2 separate regions of the Pan troglodytes genome follow, and region 2 is linked to region 1. Evidence: chromatin contacts called from public HiChIP or PLAC-seq data. All regions are on one chromosome and are shown on one strand. The core of a region is the stretch at or near the end of the contact, and the rest is flanking DNA. Distances in the headings are between cores, read along the strand shown. Region 1 holds the start of TBC1D7 (TBC1 domain family member 7). Region 2 holds the start of NOL7 (nucleolar protein 7).

Region 1 (7,070 bases), core at 1,404-3,903:
CCAGCCTGGGCAACAAGAGCAAAACTGTCTCAAAAAAAAAATGGGATCATTGCTGTGAAAGAAGGAAAAAGTAGACCTGCATAAAGGGGATTGGGATTCAGGTAAAGTGTTGCAATTTTAGGTAGGGTGGGGAAAGTAGCCTCAGGGAGGGGACATTTGATTGAGACTGAGGTAAGTGAGTGGGCCATGTGGCTAGCAGAGGATAATGTGTTTCAGGCAGAGGGAACATGAGAAGGTCCCAAGGCAGGGGAGTCACTCATAGTAGCTGAGACTGAGGTACAAGGAGGTAGACCATGAGAAGTGTTGTAAGCTGTTGTGAGCACTTCAGTTTTTCCTTTGAGAGAAATGGGGAGCCACTGAAGGATTTTTTGCGGAGGGATATTTTTAGATTCATTCTGGCTGCAGAGTTGACAAAAGTCTCAGAGTGTTATCTCTTAGGGAAGCTTCCACATATTCTGTTATCAGCTCATCAAAAAACAGAATGGAGGGCAGTTGAAGGCACCCATATTGCTGTCACCATTCAGTGAACAGCAGCCTTGAAAATTGATTGTATGAATTGGGGTTATCTTCATACCCAGCTAAATTAGAGTCCAGAGATGAGGGAGAAGAGAAAGCAGTTGGGGCACAAAGTGCCTGCCCAGGAATTATATTGAAAGCCAGCTGCCAAGGTGACCTGCTATAACCTGAAGACCAGTTTCACCCAGTAGCTGCTGAAACGAATTGCTGTAACTCTAAGACTAGTTTTACTTACCACCTTCTCTCACAAATTAGAGCTTGCCTGCTCCTAAAAACTTTGCGTAGGGTCAATGAGCTATCTTTCAAGGTAATACATAACATTTCTCTAATGAAACCTCCAACCATCTCTTTGTTGTTCTGAAGACCACCCCAGTCTGTGTGTATGCCCTGAACTGCAATTCTGTTTTCCCAAATAAAATGATTTAGAGACTCATCTTTGCATTTTTAATTGATCTTGACACAGCCACTTCACATATATCCCTACTGTGCCACATGCCAGGCACCATGCCAAGCACTTTACATACTTTCTTATTTAACCCTTCCCACCTTCTATATAATCACCACTATTGGTGATGATTTTATTTTATTATTAATATTTTTTGAAATGGAATTTCTCTCGTCGCCCAGGCTGGAGTGCGGCGGCACCATCTCAGCTCACTGCAACCTCTGCCTTCCGGGTTCAAGCGATTCTCCTGCCTCAGCCTCCAGAATAGCTGGGATTACAAGTGTGTGCCATCACACCCAGCTAATTTTGTATTTTTACTAGAGACAGGGTTTCACCATGTTGGCCAGGCTGGTCTCGAACTCCTGACCTCAGGTGATCCGCCTGCCTCGGCCTCCCAAAGTGCTGGGATTACCGGCATGAGCCACGGCGCCCAGCCCTGGTGATGATTTTAAAGACAAGAAAAGGAAATTATAAAAGTTAGTGACCGGCCCAAGGTTTAGATGAAGTAAATGGAACTTGTCTAAGGTAACTTGAAGAACTCTGCTTACTCATGTGAACACTACCCAAGTAAGGTTTAGTACCCCAGTACTGAGGAACTAAAGATGGTGGTGGTAAGGGGGTGGGGAGGGGCATCAGTGTTTGAGTTCAACCACCACACGTTTCTTCATTTTTAAGTTCTGTCTAGCCATTATACACACATTTGTCTGCACTATAACTGGACTTCTGCACTGTTGATAGTCCTAAGTTTCCTTCAAAGCTTGGCATCCGTGTGGCTTATTTGGTAGAGATTTGAACTTTCAAAGGGACGATACCCATCATTGGGGATTTCTCTCAAACCCTGGCGGTTTAAAAACCTACTTGGGCACTGCTGCTCAGCCAGCCCGAGGACCAGGGAGGCAAGCACAGAAATAGAAAGCATTTGTAAGCGTTAGTAGCTACTTTAAAGAGTAACTCTGTTCTGTTAGACCTACTAATAACAAATTAGGAGCTTGCATTTAGCACATCTTTAAAAAAAAAAAAAACACGTTCATTTTTCTCCTATGTTACAGTGTTTTACCTGAGAGGCTGAATATACTAAGACAATGGCCAAATCTAATATAAAAATAGACCTCCAATCCACAACCTGCAGCAACCTGCCCAGAAAACCAGTCAGTTACCTACAATAACCAACCCAGGGAGCCTGCCTGCTCTAAATCAGACTTGCACTCCTCTGCCTGCCTTTTTTCTTCTCATTCGGATGGTCTTCATTTATTCCCACATACCTGGGGTGGGGAGGAAATTAGCAAAAGCAAAACCCGGGTCCTGCACGCAGGCAGCTTAAGTACGGCCCTAGGGCTCAGGTCTTCCCTAGGCAAGAACCTCGAGGGCCGGACACGGGAGTGCAACCCAGGCACGCGCCTTCGGATGGCCGGAGTAAATGGTCGCGAGATTTTGCGGGGTAGCAAGGGGCCGGGTGCCCATGGCGGGAGAAACTACACTACTCTGGAGGCGAGCCTAGCCCTTCATCCCGTCGGGTTTCACAAACGAAGCCAGAGCTTCCCGGAGTGAGGGTGGAGCTTCCTGCCCGCGCCCTCTGCGCATGCGCCCGCCCCGCGCCCGCCCCGCGCCCGCCCCGCGCCCGCCCCGCGCCCGCCCCGCGCCCGCCCCGCGCCCGCCCCGCGCCCGCCCCGCGCCCGCCCCGCGCCCGCCCCGCGCCCGCCCCGCGACCTGGAGTTGATGTCACGTCCGGCGGCGGCGGCAGCGGCGCTGAGTTTTGTCTCCCGGGCCGTCGGGGCGCGCGCGGTTGTCCCAGGTGCCCCGCCGCCTCCCTCCTTCCTGCAGGACTCGTCCCTCCTGGCCCTGGGCCCCAACGGTGCCCGCCTGCCCGGCGGTCGGTCAGCGCACAGGGCACGGCTTCCTCTGCTTCTCCCGGACCACTTAGTCTCAAGCCGGGTGTGTTTGCACTACTAGAGGTGAAGCATCCATCATAGAGAGAATGGGACCTGGGGTCTTGGACCAGGGTGTTTTTACTTTTCCCATCAGGTGGACGCGCATGGGCAGGAGATATTATTTGCAGCATTTCCTCCTAGAGGACGCCTTTGTCATTGTAGTGCAATCTAAGAATGGGTGTCCTTAGACAACAGGGACCGACCAAATCGTCATGCAGCTGTTTGAATGCTTTAAAAAAATAAATCCCCACACTCATTACGCGTTTTATGCTGCTGACTTTTTTATTTTTAAGACATCTGCTCCCGAAAGCTTTAGCATTTCATTTTCTAAACGAATCCTAATCTTTCCTGTGACTGAATCGGTTCAGAGGATATCTTTTCAATAAGGAAGGAAGCCCTCCCCTGCTCACTGGGGACGTCGCAGGATTTTTAAACCTAAAGATTTACTCTTGTGCACAGACGCTGGAAGCATTTGGGTGAGGCAGTGCAGTGGTTTTTGGGAAATGCATCAGATCTTTTCTGTTCTTGAAACGCCAAATCTAACTTGGTCTTTTTTTTAAATCGTTTTTCCGTCTTCAACTCTGACTTTGGGATCACTGTCAATTGGCTACATTCTTTACCCTCTTCTAGTTATAATTTAATGCGATTTATTTGTTGTGGGTTTTGAATTTCGATAGCTACACTTAATAGAATTGTGTTTAAAAGAAAGATAAGTGAGGAACTCGTGGCTTTTTACTTTTATATAACTTAATTTTTCATTTTACAAAATGCCCATTTAAAAAAACGTAGCTAAGCAAAAGAAAGGAAATTAAAATCATCTAGAATCCTACTATCTAAAGATAACCATTGCTAACATTTTGGAATAGAGTGTTAAGTTTTAAAATACATAAAATTTGTAAAAAACAAAAAATGAAATCATAGTGTATACTGTTTGAGTATAATTTGTTTGACGTATCTTGCCTGGCTTCCATTTCACTTATTTTTTTTCTTTGCGCATTTATAATAGCTACAGAATGTTCTGTTGTGCTAGGCACTCATAGGTATAGTGGGAAACCTAGTGCATAAACCTTGTGCCATCTATTTTACCAGCTCAGAGAAGTTTTAACTTATATCTTGGTTTTTAGCCAAGATGCATAGGTGAGATAGTTGCAGAACTGAGTTAAAGGAAAAATTTAATATTGGGTCCTATGCAAGGGTACATCATATTGAAAAGGTGGAGAACATCATTGAAAATTATTCTAATTCTTGACTCTTTGTTTCTAGACTCACTTTTCCCCTTCGTCTTTCTCTCTCTTTCTGTCTTTCTGTGTCTCCTCCAAGAATGAAATATGACTGAGGACTCTCAGAGAAACTTTCGTTCAGTATATTATGAGAAAGTGGGGTTTCGTGGAGTTGAAGAAAAGAAATCATTAGAAATTCTCCTAAAAGATGACCGTCTGGGTGAGTACTTTTAAAAATTAATCTCATTGGTTCTCAATCACTCCACATGTTCTGAAGTAAATATTTTCTTAAAAGACATCCAGAAGCATTTTACTTGCTGTATTTTTTAGTGATGTGGTGAAGCAGAATGGTGTATTTTGAGAAAAGATTTTTCAAATTTATATTTCACTGAGCGTCAGAAGTTTTTGAAAGGTTTCTTAAGAAAGTCAGTAGTATTTTTTTCTTTTATTGAACCCATATGTTTTCACGTATTATCTAGGTAAATTTGCTTCTGGGTAAATTTGCGATAACTCTGGTCATGATTCTCTCTTTTTTTTTTTTTTTGAGACCAAGTCTGACTCTGTTGCCCAGGCTGTAGTGCAGTGGTGTGATCTCAGCTCACTGCAACCTACACTTCCTGGGTTCAAGTGATTCTCCTGCCTCAGCCTCCCAAGTAGCTGGAATTACAGGCATGCGCCACCATGCCTGGCTATTTTTTGTATTTTTAGTAGAGACAGGATTTCACCATGTTGGCCAGGCTGGTCTCAAATTCCTGACCTCAAGTGATCCACCCACCTCGGCCTCCCAAAGTGCTGGGATTACAGGCAGGAGTCACCATGCCCAGCCCATGATTTTCTTTTATGGAAATACTAAGAGTGCATTGTATATTGACATTTTAGTTTAAGCCAGTCTGAATAAGGTCTGTTGTTGACTAAAGTAAAATAAACTGAACCGTAGTTAAAGATAATACTTTATTTGCATAGAGTACTTTTAAAGTTTCTGAAACATTTCTTACCTTATCTTTGATCTTCAATTGTGCGGTCTTTGCTTTAGTATGTCTGGTATTCTCCTTTGATAAGTAGAGGAATTGAGGGTCAGGGAAGTCACTGTAATTTATTGGAAAATATAGGGATTTGAAGGCAGACTGTACCACTTAATAGCTACGTTAGTTTGATCAAGTCATTTAACTGCTTTGAACTTCAGTTTCTGCATTTTTAGAACAAGAACTACCTAACAGGCTTGCAGTGTGAATTAAATAAACCCTGTGATTAATAACTACCGCTGTTATAGGGAATGTAGTAATATATGCAAAATGCATCTCCAATGCTGTAAAATGCAAATTGTTTTTATTTTTATTATTATTTTTAACACAGAGTCTCACTCTTGCCCAGGCTGCAGTGCAGTGGCACGATCTTGGCTCACTGCAACCTCTGCCTCCTGGGTTCAGGCGATCCTTCTGTCTCAGCCTCTTGACTAGCTGGGATTACAGGTGTGTGCCACCATACCCAGCCAATTTTTGTATTTTTAGTAGAGATGGTGTTTCACCATGTTGGTCAGGCTGGTCCCAAACTCCTGACCTCTAGTGATTTGCCTGCCTCAGCCTCCCAAAGTGCTGGGATTACAGGCATGAGCCACCGTGCCTGGCCGCAAATTGTTTTTAAATAACTTAGTTGGCAGAAGTCTTGGGCTAGAAATCAGACTAGTATTGCCTCTCCTAAACTTACTGACCATACGGTAGACTTCCCCTGAAGAAATGTCTTAACTATTCTTTGAGTTTTAAAAAATGAAATGTGCCTTGACATACTGTGATCAGCATGAAAAGCTTCTAACAATTGTTTTCTTCTTCCTCTAGATACTGAGAAACTTTGTACTTTTAGTCAGAGGTTTCCTCTCCCGTCCATGTACCGTGCATTGGTATGGAAGGTGCTTCTAGGTATGAGACCCAGGAGTTGGAAGATTTATCTTAAAAAATATTGAATAAAGGGATCATTTGCTATCTTATCAGTCAGAAAAAGGAGAATTTGTTTAGGCCTTTTGCTGAATATTGGATCTTCCCCAGGAGGTTCAATTACCATTCATTATTTTCTGTTCTATTAATGATACTATAGAAGAGAAAGTAGTGTATGTTCCTGAGACAAGATCTGGGAAGAGCACTGGACTAGGAGAAATGAGAATTGGTTTCGGCTTTGCTGTCAGCTGGGTAACCTGGAGGAAGGCGACCCCTCTGGTTTCGGCTTTATTTTTTGCATCTATAAACTGAGGCTTTTGAGCTAAATTACTCCTAGTTTTTAGCTCTAAATTTGTAAGATTTTGTGATTCTCAGCTATAGAGGTATAACTTCCTAATCTGTCAAAGAGGAATTGGAGACTTACTACTCCCTAGAAGTGTGAATGACTAAATTCCAGTGGTGCGAGTGGCTGAATGAGAAGGAAAACTGATCTTACTTAGTTTCTATGGAAGAAAACGTGAATTAAGTGCCATGAGTAACTGGCAGCATCCCTTTTGAGCCCAAGATTTTCTTTCCCCTATCATTGCTGGGCCTGCTGGAGCATATAATTCCTATCCATTACCATCCTCCTTTTCTTTCTTAAAAAAAGTATTTTTGGCTGGGCGCGGTGGCGCACACCTGTGTTCCCAGCACTTTGGGAGGCCAAGGCGGGCAGATCACGCGGTCAGGAGATTGAGACCATCCTGGCCAACAAGGGTGAAACCCCCTCTCTACTAAAAATACAGAAAATCAGCTGGGCATGGTGGCATGCGCCTGTACTCCCAGCTACCCGGGAGGCTGAGGCAGGAGAATCGCTTGAACCCGGGAGGCAGAGGTTGCAGTGAGACGAGATGGCACCACTGCACTCCAGCCTGGGTGACAGAGCGAGACTCCGTCTCCAAAAAAAAAAACAAAAAACAAACAAAAAAAAACTTACAGTTTGTTCACTGTAAGATAGTGGCGAGTACTAAATTCCCTGAAGAATATAAACTGT
Region 2 (7,070 bases), core at 3,012-5,511, 290 kb before region 1:
GCCTCCCAAAGTGCTGGGATTACAGGCATGAGCCACCGTGCCCAGGCTACATGTTTACTTTAAAATATTTTTATCATTTGTCTCATAGTGATAAATGAAACTAATTTTATATATGCACAGATAGGATAAAACTAAATTACAAGGACTACAAGAAACAGACACTCATTTTAGTAGAGCACATGGTGGTTTTTTTCATCAGCTGAACAATCAGCATCTCAGATAGATTCAACTGAAGAACTTGTTCCTGGACTTTTGTACTAAAATATACTAAAACCAAAAGTCAAAACATTAGTTAACAGGAAATTGTTCGGATACATGTAGTAAAAGAGAATTGACAGCATGATTTCCAAATCAATTGCGCCAAATAAATTTTTCCAAATGAAAAGTCCAACGTATTGTGATGAATTCCTCTCATGGTCTTGCGCTTTGCTTTACATTTGTTTCTATATTTGATCTTGTGGCTAAAACACCGATTTGCAAGTAATGATTTGGACCACCAAGCTGTACTGAATGCAACTCAAACGAATGCCTGTGGACTTCAAGACAGATACTACAGACATCGTCCACAGTATCGGCCAAAATTCCAGTAACAGCAATAGGCACTTTCTCTGTGACTTCTGTAGACCATAAGAATAGAAGATAAGGGCATATTGTCAGGGAAAGGTTGAATTTTGTGAAAAATGACTCCTTTTGAAGAATTGCCATGACTGGCAATAGTGGTGAACAACCTTTCCATTGGAATGGCTGTCTTTGCATCAGCACCATGCACCATAAGGGCTGGTGACTGGAGGAACATTCAGCAGCCAGAAAAATTAAACTGCCTGAATAAGAGTAGGCTGGCAAGTTTGAGGTGCTGACAGTAGGCTGCAGTGTATCTTGAAATAAACATCTATCTATTGGGAGAGGTGAAATGAAATTTTCTCAATAATAAAACTACTAAAAAAAAGTTTTTGAACTTAACCTGCAGGACCTGCAAAGACAAAGTGTTCAACTGATCTTTATTTTTTTATGAAAACCGATTTTTTTTTTTGAAACAGGGTCTCACTCTGTCGCTCAGGCTGTAGTGCAGTGGCACAATCTCGCCTCATTGCAGCCTCGACCTCCTGGGCTCAAGTGATCCTCCCACCTTGGCCTCTGGAGTAGCTGGGAATACAGGTGCACACCAGCACGCCCAGCTTACTTTTTTTATTTTGTGTAGAGACTGGGTTTTACCATGTTGCCTAGGCTGGTCTTGAAATTCTGGACTCAAGCAATCCACCTGCTTCAGCCTCCCAAAACGCTGGGATTACAAGTGTAAGCCACCATGCCCGGCCCAAAATTGGTTTTTCCACAGAGACTCCAATCTGAAATTACTACTAATTAAAATATTTTCCCATGTTAGCCAATACTTTAACTCTCTTAAAGGTCTCCTTTACATCCCAAATGAAACAAAAGACTCATTACCTGACAGACTGTACTTTTTGTACTTTAACTTTCTTGGAGTCATTTCCTTTTTCACAGTCTTCATTTTTCTTTTGCAAATTAACTAAAAAATAGAGTTACATTTTCTAATTAGCATTCACGTAAAAATAAATCAGGAAATTTACTGGAGTTCACTTTAAGCATCCACTACACACCAATGTGGATGCAGTTTTTATTTGTATGAAATACAGGGAATAGGCCCCAGCTAACCTTGGCCAGGCCCATGCTGGCTTTCTAAGGGCCATTCATATTTGACTGGAAACATCTGCAAGTGCACTTGACACTTACATGAGAAGTTAGTTACATTAGAACAGTCATACCTTCTTTCACCTTTCCTGGCGATTTCTTGATGCTAAGGAAAAAAAACAAAACCACTGACTGCAATGGCAGTAAAGATTACTCAAAACATGTTATTTCATTTGCCTTTACAAGTAAGACACCCCCTTTCATTACCAACACCCTCAATTTCTACTCAGGAGCTCTCATCAGTTTGGAAAGCAATAGTCACTCCCCAGTACACTGCCACCAACTCTCAAGCATTGGAAGATCTTCACAGTTAAAATCTGAGAGCCTATTAGCAGGCTTTCAAAGCAGCAAAATGCTGTGGGCAATGGAGTTCAAGTGAAACACTTAAGAACAAGTTATAAAGTATTTGAAATATGAAGTGAATGGGAGTAGGTCTGCCTCATTTCATTTGGAGAAATCACAAAGGATTAATGTAATAGTTTAGGCACAGGAGACAGGGAACAGCCTCAAGGGGGCTGTGGCCCAATGGAGAGAGAAATGTAAATGGACAGAATACAATACAGAAGCATTTGCACAGGAGAAAGGCCACACAAAAGCGGAAGTGATGGGAGGTGGGGGGGGGGCCAAATGAGAAGGTAAAGGTGACACTTGAGCTTGGTTTTAAAAGATGAAAGGGAATTTGCCACCAAATAGATTTGCTCTTATGTTTAATGTATTCAGGATCTGAGTAACTCTTTGGTAAAGTTTTTTTTACTGAAAATTTGAGAGTCACTGGCCTAAGCAAAAGGGGGCTGAATTTCTGAATTTAAAGCCTTAAGGGGAGAAAAAGAGGATAGAAAAAAAAAAAATTTAGAAGGCTAAATTTAGTAGGGTTTGATCAATTCCGAAAGACGACTATAGCTTTTCGCTTTAAACCATAAAACACCAAAGATGCTAAATGAAGTGGGGAACAGGAAGGACAGGTTGGTGGCAGGTAAGGCAAGTATGGGACAAATCAAGTTTTCAGAGCCTGTGGATAAGTGCCTGCTACCCCACTAAATGATTCAAAACACTTTTTATTCACCACCACCCACTATGCCCTAGTACAATGACAGGCAGTCAACAAAATGTACTGAATGAACACAATGGGATCAGGAATTCAAAAGCTAGCTATGGGAATGAACAAAAATAAATGGTAAAATAAGAAGTAGAACGTTACCTCCGTCTTTCCCACCGAATTCATATACCAAGGTAGCTTTTAAATTTGGGTTCTACAATTCCTTCAGTTATATGGATTCAAATAAATGTACCAGTATATAATTCAAAGATGGGTGTATATAAGCAAGTAATATAAAAAGATCCATTACTTACTTAGTCTGTGAAGCTGTGGTTAACTTCTCCAAAATAGTGTCTGGAAGGAGTTTTCTTTTCTTTTGGAATGAAAACGTTTAAAATTAATAGAAAGTCATGTACATAGTATGTCCGGAGTTGCTTCTGAAGTTACCACTTTTAAGAATGCCCTACATCTAGGCAAAGAAATGAATTAGGCTGGAAACTGCCCCCATACCTCTAAGCTATGGGAAGACCGGGTCCACAAAACTCCACATTCTCTGAAAGACTTGATGAAAACTAGAAAGGGTGCCCACGGTATTCTAACCCTCAGGTCACTGTTATAAATTGAAAGCAGTTAAGTAATGTCTGCCTGGAGCCAGTTCTCTGTGTCGAGTATCAGACAGCAATGCAACCATACACTAAGTCTGCACAGCCCTTACAGTTTACAAATCACCTCATTTAATTCTCACAGCAACCTCTTATTTTCAGTTGGTGGACACTAAAGGAGACGAACTTTTTTTTTTTGAGACAGGGTCTCGCTCTGTCGCCCAGGCTGGAGCGCAGTGGTGTGATCTCGGCTCCAGGCAGCCTCGACATCCCGGGCTCCGCCCACCTCGTCCCCCTAAAGTACTGCCGCGCCCGGCCCGAGCATCTTTCCACCACTGTCAGAGGCAATCTTGGTGACTGTTTCCCCACCCCAATATCCTGCCAACCCAAATTACATCCACCATAGCAATTCTCCCTGAGCCGAGTTGTTTTAATAAGACACCTCCTCCCTATCCTCTAACCTTCTGTTCGATGAACAGCTCCTCGCGTCGCTTCCTCTTCTCCTTCAGGAGCGTTTTATCCCTGGGAAGAAGGGTGATAAGTCAGCAAAGGGAAGGACAAGCGGGACGAGAAAGGGCGGTTCTCCCCGCCGGGCAGCGGGCTCCGAACCTGCGCACGGTCTCCCGCACTCGCCGCTCCTCTTCTCTCGCTTCCGCCTGGGCGCTGGCGAAAGTCAGCTCCTCCGGGGCCTCATCGTCAAACTCATCGTCCCCTTCCTCGTCTTCCTCCAGGGGCTCGGCGGCCGCGCCGCTGCTGGGCTGCCCGAGCAACAGCCCGTGCTCCGCCTCCTCCTCCTCCGAGGCCAGCTGGCCCTCGTCCACCATCGCCTCTGCCGACGCCGGGGCGCGAGACGCGCGCGGTCGGAGCTGCACCATGGCCCACGCAGCGCTAGACCGTCTGACCTCTGACCCGGAAGCAGCTACAAGCGGAGCGCAAGCCTACTTTCATCGCCCCCTGCAGGTTCGGAGGTCCTCAGGACGGGTGGGGCGCATGCGCGAAGCGAGGAAGGGCGTGGCCTGTAGGCAGTGGGCGTGTTTCTTTCCACGTGGCCAGCGCAGGCCGCCGTGGAGCCGGATGGACCCCACGGAAAATGCTCTGCTGGCGAAAGCGGCTGGCAATGGGGTTGATTTCAAGACAGGGAAGAGCCATCGCGCTGCCCTCCTCGGCTGGGATGGCGAGACAGGGCTGGCACGGCTCACGCTGTCCGGTGCTCAGAAAACCGGTAATCGCGGGCCCGAGGCGCTGCTCGCCGCCGTTTTTTGGCCCTGGGTTCCGTCGAGTGGATCCAGCTTGTCAGTCTTTGTGTAGATTTGGCTGCGTTCGCTCCGCACTTCGGAGGAGGTGGCGTTTCATGGGAAGAAATGCGCTCTAGCAGATGGCCGCCGTGGCCAGTCAGCCCTGCTGCCACCGACGAAGACGCGGGCGACAGACCTGGACTCTAAAGAAATCTGCACAGACGTGCCCGGCGCCCTCGGCCTTCCCAGCTCCGCGGCCGCAGCGACGCCGGTTAGGATGTCGGCCCTGTGGGAGGGGCGCCCTTCCTGGTGCCGGGCCCTAACCCACGACCTGGAACAGCAGCTGGCCCGTGGCAAATGCTGAGCATATCTCCTGAAAGAATGGCTTCGCCGGTCCCTAGAGAATGCACCCGAGTTTTGTGGTATATACACATACGTACTTTTTTTCCAAGTATATTTTATTTCTTGGCAAACATGGCCCTTTGTGATCGCTGTGTTTCTCTCCTCCCATCCATTATACAACACTAAATGATTCATCATTCTTTGAACAAATCAAACTGTTTCACACCTGCCATGCATTTGTACCGACCGTGCTCTTCCCTCTACTGCCGCAGCCCCCCAGGTAGAAGTCCTTTTTATACTTCAAAAATTCCCACCCAGGCAAATTTCAAGCACCTTACCCCTACCCCATCCCACTCTGCCCATCTCTAATTGCGCTGGTCTGAACCCGCACAAATGTCTGTGTAGTTTCTGCACTTCATAACAGCTTATATGACAGTTGCTCCAGCCATTCTGTGAACCCCTGAGGGGAAGGGCCAGGTCTTGCTAGTCTTTTTATTTCTAATGTCTATCATCTGGTAGATGTTTAATAAATGCTAAGCTGAATAATTCTATCTTACACATATATTGTATTTTTAATTCTCTTTTCATGTCTTCTGTTTTAGAAGCAATTCCCAATTTAAAAACGACAAAACCAAATAGGAACAAAAATGATAAAACTTGAAAACAACAACAACAACAACAAAAGCTGCTGAACCAGAGGTTCAGTATGAGAGGAATTGCAAAGAACAGTTTTGAAATCTCTAGGCCTTAGTCAGATAGAAATTACAAATCAAAAATATAATCAGACTCCCTGAGACACTGTGCTAACACTAGGAAAATGAATAAAGTTAACTTGGAGCAGCCCAGGAACAAACTTATAAGTGCATGATGGTATTTTATGTGCAAAACTGCTTTATAAGTACTATAAGACTATTACAGGTATTACCAGTGCCCTCAGTGTAAACTCCTTGGCCCACCCATGTAAAGTGTAAATCAAGCCCTCAGGGTCCCTGACTGGTTCTCCAGCCGCCCCATAGGCTATGAGCATCCCCGTTCCCTACACAAAGGACCACTGGGATTTATTAAAGGTTATGCCTTGCAATGCAGTACAAAGTTTTATATGATAGTGTCTTGTTGCCTGTTTCTACAAAAGCCAAGGGTGTAACATTAAATGCAATTTTGCAAGGGGCTGAGGTGATGTGGTCCAAGTATGTAATCACTTCAGGGAGCCATATGTGACCTTCATACACTGTTGATAATGGCCATGCCTCCCGGTCAGGCCTGTGACACCTGCTGGACAGCAGGTATTCCAAGGCCCCTAAGCACTGAGTTAGCTGGTAAAGGTTAAGGAAAAAGCTGTATTCTTACTACTTTACTCCAAGGTAGTAAAGTGTATGGAAGATGTACCTGACAGAAATAACTTAAGCATCCCCTGAGAATGACCCTGTATGGCAGATGCATCTGACAGCAATAACTTAAGAAATGAGGGTTGCCACGTGGAGGCTGCTGAGGGGAGGGTGCTGAGTGAAAGTGCTGTGTAAACTGCAAGTGGTTGCAGTTCTGTCCAGCCCGCGGCCACTGGACCACCCTGTAAGGTTCCCCAAATAAACCCTATGTTTCCTTCACTAGCTCCAGGTCTCTTCTTTGGCCTCTTGAACCTGGTGCCATCCCTACTGAAGTTAACAGAGGTCTGGCCCAACATAAGGGCATCATTTTTTAAAGTCCCATGGAAAAAACTCCCAGCAGAGTTCAGCATCTGGGAACGGTTGGCAGGCCCCACAGGAACCATAGCTTCTGCCTTTATGATGCTGAGAAACACTTCACTGTTGACTTCCCCCATCTAAGGGGGCCAGAGCTAAATTTTAGGCAGCTGTGTTTATCCTGGGGGTCCACATATTTGCATCATTCTTCTCATCATGATGTTCTACCTTGTTGGTACTGTTCTCTTCCTTCTTTGTGTGAGTTCCTGTTGTGAGCTGCCCCTTGTTCACTGAGGTAATGTAGCCAAACAAGGTTAAAAAGCCCCCAGTAAGCCGGGTGCGGTGGCTCATGCCTGTCATCTCAGCACTTTGGGAGGCCGAGGCGGGCAGATCACCTGAGGTCGAGAGTTTAAGACCAGCCTGACCAACATGGAGAAACCCCGTCTCTACTAAAAATACAAAATTAGCT

Evidence for each region. HiChIP or PLAC-seq counts read pairs in DNA pulled down with a chosen protein or histone mark.
Region 2: a contact with region 1 is called in an H3K4me3 HiChIP or PLAC-seq map of stem cell-derived excitatory neurons, with 5 times the contacts expected there. The contact joins the promoter of NOL7 here to the promoter of TBC1D7 in region 1. A contact is called at or near these places in 1 of 7 Hi-C or Micro-C datasets (stem cell-derived neural progenitor cells) and 1 of 1 datasets of contacts at active chromatin or transcription factors (stem cell-derived excitatory neurons).

What each region holds. Positions count from the first base shown.
Region 1 is chr5:19,276,188-19,283,257 of NHGRI_mPanTro3-v2.0_pri, reverse strand. TBC1D7 (TBC1 domain family member 7) reads left to right here and starts at 2,653. Exons shown (of 8, transcript XM_063812102.1): 1 at 2,653-2,913; 2 at 4,153-4,329; 3 at 5,942-6,022. The coding sequence starts at 4,218.
Region 2 is chr5:19,564,179-19,571,248 of NHGRI_mPanTro3-v2.0_pri, reverse strand. It overlaps NOL7 (nucleolar protein 7), which reads right to left and starts at 4,261. Exons shown (of 9, transcript XM_054685605.2): 1 at 3,955-4,261; 2 at 3,807-3,867; 3 at 3,058-3,116; 4 at 1,782-1,813; 5 at 1,444-1,525. The coding sequence starts at 4,220. SIRT5 (sirtuin 5) reads right to left here. Exons shown (of 10, transcript XM_009450542.5): 10 at 5,018-7,070.